2 separate regions of the Gossypium hirsutum genome follow, and region 2 is linked to region 1. Evidence: chromatin contacts called from public Hi-C data. All regions are on one chromosome and are shown on one strand. The core of a region is the stretch at or near the end of the contact, and the rest is flanking DNA. Distances in the headings are between cores, read along the strand shown.

Evidence for each region. Hi-C and Micro-C count contacts between places; a contact is called where the count stands out from the background.
Region 2: a Hi-C map of leaf shows a contact between it and region 1, with 4 times the contacts expected there. The contact joins two enhancer-like sites. A contact is called at or near these places in 7 of 34 Hi-C or Micro-C datasets (cotyledon, fibers, hypocotyl and 1 more).

Annotation. Positions count from the first base shown.
Region 1 is chrA02:5,744,958-5,748,953 of Gossypium_hirsutum_v2.1, forward strand. No RefSeq gene overlaps it. Among protein-coding and RNA genes, the nearest start is that of LOC107940132, 17 kb to the left of the region's middle. Within about 2 kb of position 1,969, at least 2 of the 9 cell types and tissues checked have an H3K27ac peak or open chromatin away from gene starts, as enhancers often do. A contact at or near this core is called in leaf, where this site is marked.
Region 2 is chrA02:5,816,220-5,820,215 of Gossypium_hirsutum_v2.1, forward strand. No RefSeq gene overlaps it. Among protein-coding and RNA genes, the nearest start is that of TRNAS-AGA, 15 kb to the right of the region's middle. Within about 2 kb of position 1,747, at least 2 of the 9 cell types and tissues checked have an H3K27ac peak or open chromatin away from gene starts, as enhancers often do. A contact at or near this core is called in leaf, where this site is marked.

The DNA of each region.
Region 1 (3,996 bases), core at 719-3,218:
GGCAAAATCACAAATGCTATTTTAGCTGAGGTTTTTTTTTAATTATTATTATTAATGTTCCCTACTTCAACTTCTAAAGAAAAATTGTTTATTTTCCCTACTTCAACTACTAAAGAAAAATTGTTTATAACACTTGTCTGAGTCCATTTTTCTCTTTTTCTTTTCCGTTTGCAGCCGACCTGGCCCAGATAAGAATATTTAATTCTTAAGGAGGGTCATGAGAGTCATTTCCCAAACAAAGTCGTCGGGAACAAAGACTGAGAATCAGGAAGATGATGTGCCCAACCAGAAATGATGAGAAAACAATTGTTCTGACATTCTGTGGACTGCATGTATGTGAATACCTATGCAAAGGAGACTGGTGTTCAGTTCAATGCAGTTATGATTTTATTAATGAATGGATCAAATAAGTGATCGGAGTCCGATCACAACCCCCCCCTCAAAAAAAAAAAAAAGAAAAAAAGAAAAAACAGCCCCCGCAAGAGAATGGCCTCTCGATAGTGCATAAGTAGCTTTATACTCTCCTACGATACTTCTATATTTGCTCTCTGCTACTTTATTTGCCATGCAATTTGTCGAGTATTCTGCTCTCTGATTCGTGTTCGATCCACCCATTTAGACTTCGTAATCTCAAACTGCGAAGACATCGGTGCATGTGAACTAGGCAAAGCACAGTTGCATATATACTCTGCTGAAGAAACAGTACGGACACTTTGGGATTTGGGTAACGATATGACAGAACAGTGATTGTACAAAAAGTGATTTTTAAAGTAAGAGTTTTCCTTTTATGACCTTACATAGCCTAGAATTGAAGTATAATGAGACAACCTCCGACAGCAGGTCATTGTACTTTTTGTCACTAGATCCAACGGCCAACAATCGATAAGTTGCATATGATTTCTTTTTATAATCTAATATCATTACCGGGTTTGTATATAGCTTAAGCTCACCGAGTTTTGAGATAAGTTGCAGTGGTCAGTTGAGAATTTATTTTCCTTCCTTCCGCTTTTTTTGATATCGTTACCTGTGTTGGCAGCAGACAGGAAAGAAAAAAGAACAGGGAAAAAAAAAACTGGATTCAGGCAGTAGCTAATCATCAACAACAATGAGTTTTACCATTTTTGAAACCTTCAAATTTAAGGGGAAAGCTTTGCTTTTGCTAGCAATATTTTCTGCTCTTGTCGTAGCATTAATCATACTCAAATGTCTCAGAGCACGCTGGTGAGGAAAACCCTGATGCTGATGAACTCTAACTTCTCTGTAAGTAACTTTTTGTTTTCCTTCTTTTCTAAAGTTGGATGCGTGGATATATGCTTTGCTTTGCTCTTTTTCTTGGGAGGTGGCTGATTTGGGGGATCACGTGTGTGAACCTCATCTCTAGATGTTGCATTTGTTGTGGAAGCCTTCCTACATTGATATCTAGCCTCCATTGGTTTGCCCAACCTGCCTCCATTGGTTTTCCACGTTTATGCTTGGGGTTTACAAGTATATAGGAACCTTCAGAAAACAATCTTTGATCATTTAAAGGATATGGGTAGGACTGAATAATAGTTAGATTTCAAAGTTCTTGCAATCAAGTATGTTTAGTTTATGTAGAATCTGGTACTTGTATTAAATACTCATGTCTAGAATTTAAGTTCAACATATGTATTAAAGTATAACATGAAACTATGTGTTATGATCATATATATTTGTCAGTATCTACAGGGATTCAATACATGAATGAGAGAAAGGCTTAGATCTTGATTTATGGAAAAGTTTTCCCTTACATTTGAAGGTGCCAGTCATGGTAAAAGTCACAAGCTGTTGCTGTTTATGAGCTACTGCTAACCCAGGTAACCAAAATAATACCCAATTGGAAATACACATTTTTAGCCTTTCAAATGGAACGCGTGTCAGAAGCTGAACTTCCTATTAATTGGTGTACGGGGGATTCTTTAGCCTCGTTGTTGTCGGAGTTAGTGCAATACGTGACCCCACAAATCAACAACTGTCGGTTAACACTCCAACTGTTATGTCATCATATCCACAAATAAATTCAAGCCTACAACTTACTTTTTTATAAAATTAATCGAAAAAATTTAATTAATTACATAAATAATCTATTTTTTAATTAAATCCGTAAATGACTTAAAATTTACAGTAAAAGTTAGTGGAGTCAAAGAGTTTGGCGCCACCAACATGCCACATCAGCAACCTGAATAAAAAAATTAATTTTTTTGATGGAGCCATGTAGAATGACGCTACTTGTATAAATATTAGGAAAATACTGTAATTTCTGAAAAATGGACGAACTTTAAAAAAAATTCCATTTTCTAGTAGAGCCAAATAAATTGGGGACACTAGTTTTCAACTGCAATGTGATTTTTTTTCTAAGTTTTCTAAAATTTTAAATATATTAAAAAATATTAAGTATAATTAATTTTAAAATTTTAATATATTAAAATATATTAAAATTTTAAAATTAATTATACTTAATATTTTTTAATAGGTAAAGAGAAAAAAGAATTTTTAATATATTTAAAATTTTAAATAACTTAAAAAAATTTAAATATATTAAAAAATGTTAAGTATAACTTTAAATATATTTTAAATTTTTAATATATTTATTAATAGGCAAAGAGAAAAAAGATTTTTTAATATATTTAAAATTTTAAAAAACTTAAAAAAATTAAATTTATTAAAATTTTAAATATGTTAAAGAAAATGTTGAGTATAACCAATTTTAAAATTTTAATATACTTAATATATTAAAATTTTAAACATATTAAAAAAATTTAAGTATAACCAATTTTAAAATTTTTTTAATAGGTAAAGACAAAAAAAAGGGTTTTTCAATATATTTAAAATCTTAAAAAACTTTAAAGAAAAAAAAAATCTCATTGGAAAAAGGGCGGCCTCAAGGGATTTTGAACATTGGGGCGGCGTTGCTTGATAGCTCAATGAGGAGCATGCCTTTGTATTTTCAAATGGGATCGTCGACGGTCGAGTATCGACATTGAATGAGCGAGGAAGATGCGTTTCAAAGCTCGGATGTCAAGCCTCTTTCGAGCACAAAAAGCAATACCAATAACCATCAGCTTTTGGTTAATGGGTTGATCAAACCCGAGCTTCGACGAACCAAGAGTGACTCAAGTTCACTTTTGGAGCCAAAATTAAGGCCCAGAAGATCGATGAAAGGATCATCGGTTGTCAATGGTGGGTTTGTTGTTGACGGGTTGGAGATTGGCAAAAACAACTACAAGGTTAATTCCAGGGGAACTTCGATGGTCAATTATGTGTTCGACAAAAGTACTGACAGAAAGAGAAAATTGAGTCCTACAAAGGGCATCAATGGCCCAAAGTTGATATCACCACCAGGGAAGTCACCAAGTGGGTTAACGAGTGGACGGAAAATTTGGACAGATTCGAAATTGGGTCCATCGCCATCGGAAGTGGCGGTTGCGGTGCTGAGGAACAAGAACCGTAAAATGGAAGAGATGGAGAGTTCGGTGGGAGAAGGATGGAGTTTAGATGGAAGCATGGAAGGGCTCGATTTGAAACTTGAATGGTGGAGAACCAAACTCCCACCGATTTATTACTCAAGTAATGAATTTTCGAGCTTCCTTTCTAGTCAGAATCCGACAACGGCAACCAAAAAATCAAGACATTCAAGAAGACATGCTCGCAAAAAAGGGCTGTTTTCATGTTTTGAAAACATTTATGGTTGCAAAATCTCGGTTATTTATGGCTAAAGTTATTGAAAGCGAGAGTATTTTGCTTCGGTTGATGAATTCAAGTCATATTTGACTAATATGATAATATTTATAATACTAATGTTTGGGTAAATTACATGTATAGTCATCCAACTACGAGAGTGTTTCTATTTTGGTCACCAACCAAATTTTTTTTTTCAATTTAGTCACTAATGTTGTTGCTTTTTTTTTTATCTACCATTAAGTGGTTATGTAATGATGACATGGCTATTATTTTATTGGCATGGTAACAAATTTAGTT
Region 2 (3,996 bases), core at 497-2,996, 71 kb after region 1:
TATCTACAATACTATAGTTTTCTTTAACATTGAGCCATACTTATTTGGGACCCAACTCCAATTACTATTTATTGATAAAATAATATTTTTGTTTTAAATTAATTATGCAATAGAAAATGTAAAAGTAAAAATACTTAATCTGTAATATTTTAAAATTTTTTGAATAAAGAAATTGGTCTTCAAATCTAATTAAAGTAGGGCTTAATCCACAATTGAACCATAGTATAGCCCATAAATTTCAATCTTGTCCCCCAGTATTATTATATATGATATCCAAATTATATTATATAACTTCCCTAAAAAAATTTAAAACCTTCAAATATTATTTCATATTAAAATTTCTTATTCTCAAAACTAAAAGCATTTGCTATTTTTGTTAGGGTAAACTATATAGTTCATCCAATTATAGGTTCTTTTTTTTTTCACTTAATTATAATTTTTTTAAATTGATTATCTAATTAATCAAAATTTTTTTTATCTATTTTCTTTAAGTGCTATTCAATGTCTAATAATAGGATTAGACGGGAGTTAAAAAATTAGTATAATAATAAATTTAACTCTCAATTTTTATATATTATATTGATTTAACCATAATTTTTTTAAAAAATAACCCCCATATTTTATAAATAATCTTAATTAGATCCTAATTCTAAAAAATATATAAAAATACATAAATATTTTAAAAATATATAAAATACCCCAGTGACTTTGGACATGCTCTTAGACTTGTAAAAGTCTAAACTTGTTTCTCCAGTTGGATTTCCTACCCAATTTTCTCTTGAAATCCAACCAATAAGCTAAAAACCAAGATCTAGACCTACATAATATCGAATTCTCTTATTGATGTATTGAATCCCTATAGATGCTGACAAATCTCTAAACCAGACGACAATGGCAGACACAATGTTTGAATCATTGGTTAAAAACCAGTATTTCTTCATCATGTAATGGAAAATTACCTCCAAAATGAATTGGTTCTTTGAAAATCAATTGTTTCTCCATAAATCCAAAGTTTTGAAGCGAAGAACACATAAATTGAAGTGGAAAGTCACTCCTCTTAATTTACTCATAATTCATAATCCATGTGTTAAAAAAAATATTAGTGGAGAATGTAAAGTAGGAGCAGAGAAATTTTGTGGACTTTGGGTAACATTACTTATAACATAAAGTTCAATTTAAACTTCTCAAGAACTTATTTCATAAAAATCCAATCCAAATGACAAGTATATAAAGAGAAAATACATGGTACTTAAAATTAACACACCGAAATCCAACAAGTTATTGATATAATTAAAACTGTAGTAAAATTCAAATTCATCAACTCATCACTCTGTAAAAAGCCCATCATGGAATATATGCTTCCTAGAATAACATGATGTTTGGCATTCAAGAAAATGGAAGGAAACATCTTAGTATCTAATAAAGACTGTTACATATTTTTCATTGGACAAATGTGTTCATATTTGATGCAAAGCAATGAAGCGAAAAAAATTATTAGGAACAACTCGAGTTATCAGAGAATTAGGAACTCATTGTAAATGGGATGAACAATATCCAGTGAGTATAATTAATTATATATGTACACACCAAATTTGCCCAGGCCCATTTTAGCTTAAACCTAACCCACCTAAATTAAACCCACTAACCCAAAACAAGACCCAAACCCAACATTAGCTAAACCCATCAGCCAACCCAATATCCCTAAAAACTAAACACCAACCCAAAACCCAACTACCCCAAAAACTAATCAGCCCAATTACAAACCCTAGCCCATTATCCTAAACTTTTCCAAGAAACCCTAGCCCCTAGGTGTGCCGCCCCTACTGTCTGCCACCATCACACCTGCCCACTGCCACCATCACCCATTGCCACTTGCTCCACCGCCCTGGTCACTGTTGCCCACTTGCACCTGCAAAACCAGAGAAGAAATGACACCAGGGATAATTGCATTGAATCAGGGCTATAAAAGCCCTAAATTTGTAAATTTCGGGATCTTTTTTTTTTTCCTATTGAAATAAGAACAGACTTTCAAACACGAAAAAAGCAGAAATACAATCAAGAGACTTAAATCGCAGCAAGAAACACAAAAAAAACTGAGGAGTAGATTCGACTGAAGGTTTCTTTTTATTATTATCTATTTTCGCTTTCTTTTTTTCTTTTTCAAACCTATCTATTCCTTTTTTGCCAATCACATACATACACATATTAAGAAACACGTCAAAAAGTATAAAAAAACAAAAAAAAAAAAACAAAAGGGGTACCTTTTAAACAAATACCACGTATATAAGGCTTAAAATAGAAGCTATGAAAACAATTTAAAGTTAGCAATTCGAAATAATTAATATACAAAAAGATTTTAAATAAAATAAGGAAACTTACAATATATAATATATAATATATAATACTTTGAAATTACATGCAAAAGGTTTAAAACATGTAAAAGGGAATCTTAATATAAACAGTATACATACGATAAAAGGTTTAGTATAAATAATATATATATAAAAATAATGTATAAAGAATTTAGGATTAATTATATATGAAAATTCGGAAATAGACAATCCATAAAAGGAGTCTAAGAATAAAGTATATATAAATTTATGCTAATAAATAGTCCAAAAAAATAAAAAGATAATAATAATGGTAATAATAATAATAATAATATGTGAAATGAGTTTAAAATAAATAAATAAAACAATGTAAAGTAATTAATATATATATATATAAATATTTAAAGTGACATACGTTAAAACAATTTGAGAAGAATACTAAATAAAAGTTTAAGAATGAATACTATATAAAGTAGTTTAAACTAAATATTATACGTAAAGATTTAAAATACATAACATGTAAAAATGATTTAAAACAAATGACTTATATAAAAAACAATATCTAAGGTAGATAATACATAGAAGTTAATAGTCAATATACAACAAGATTTAAAATAAATAAAACAAGTGAATTTAATAAAATTGGTAAAGCAAATTTAGAACACGGTTCATAAAACAAATCTAAAGAATTAACATGTAAATCCAAAATAAATAATGTGCGCAGAAAATGAATAAATAAACGATGGAAGAAATAACAAAGAAAATCAAACTGGAAATAAAATAAAATTGAAAGCAAAAATAATGATAAAATAGGAGCACGGGGGTCGAAATAAAAAAATGCAAGATTTGAGGACTAGACGGGCAAAAATCCAGCTTCTAGACACGTGTCCGTTATCCATTGCGTCCACGCGTTTGGGACCAAAATGATAATCGAGCAGATTTGTGAGGCCGAATTTGAAAATAAAAGGAAAATAAACAAGCGAATTAAATAAAGACAAATGAGAATGTGGAGGCATTGGGTTATAAATAACCCTTTTATATATTAATAGGAGAACGTGTCCGTTTTGTACTGCTGTTTAAACTATTTTTTTTTACTCTTTTATTTCTTCCTTTTTTTTTTTTGCAAAACAAAGAGAAGGAGAGTAGCCCCCTCTTCCCCATTTTCGTTTGTGCTCTACTAGGGTTTCAAAAGAAACCCATCATCACCATCATCGCACAAAGCCACCGAGGGCGGTGGCTGGAGCCACACGAAGACCAGATTTTCAGCCCTTTTCAAGAGAGCCCGAAAGCAAAGCGCCTCCCAAACTCAAAAAATGCAAAAGAAAAGGTCTCTCTCTTTTCCCTTTAAGTCAGATTCTGACGACGGAGAATAGATTCGTCGAGGTGACACGGGATTCCGGTGAGATTCCTTCTCTTATTTTTTAAAAATAGATTCGTAATAGAAACAAAAGAAAAATAATAGTAATAAACGAAATGAAACCAAAAAATAAAGAAAGAAAATGAACAGTCAACCTTTTGTTTTTTTTTTTTGATTGCTCAATTATGCTGTGTGTATAATCGTTTTTTTTCTTGGTCTTATATAGCCGATTTACAAGTCATTATTTTTCTATTGTTTAGCCACTGTTCATACTACTCTAATTTGATGTTTCTCTGCTACTTTTTCTGT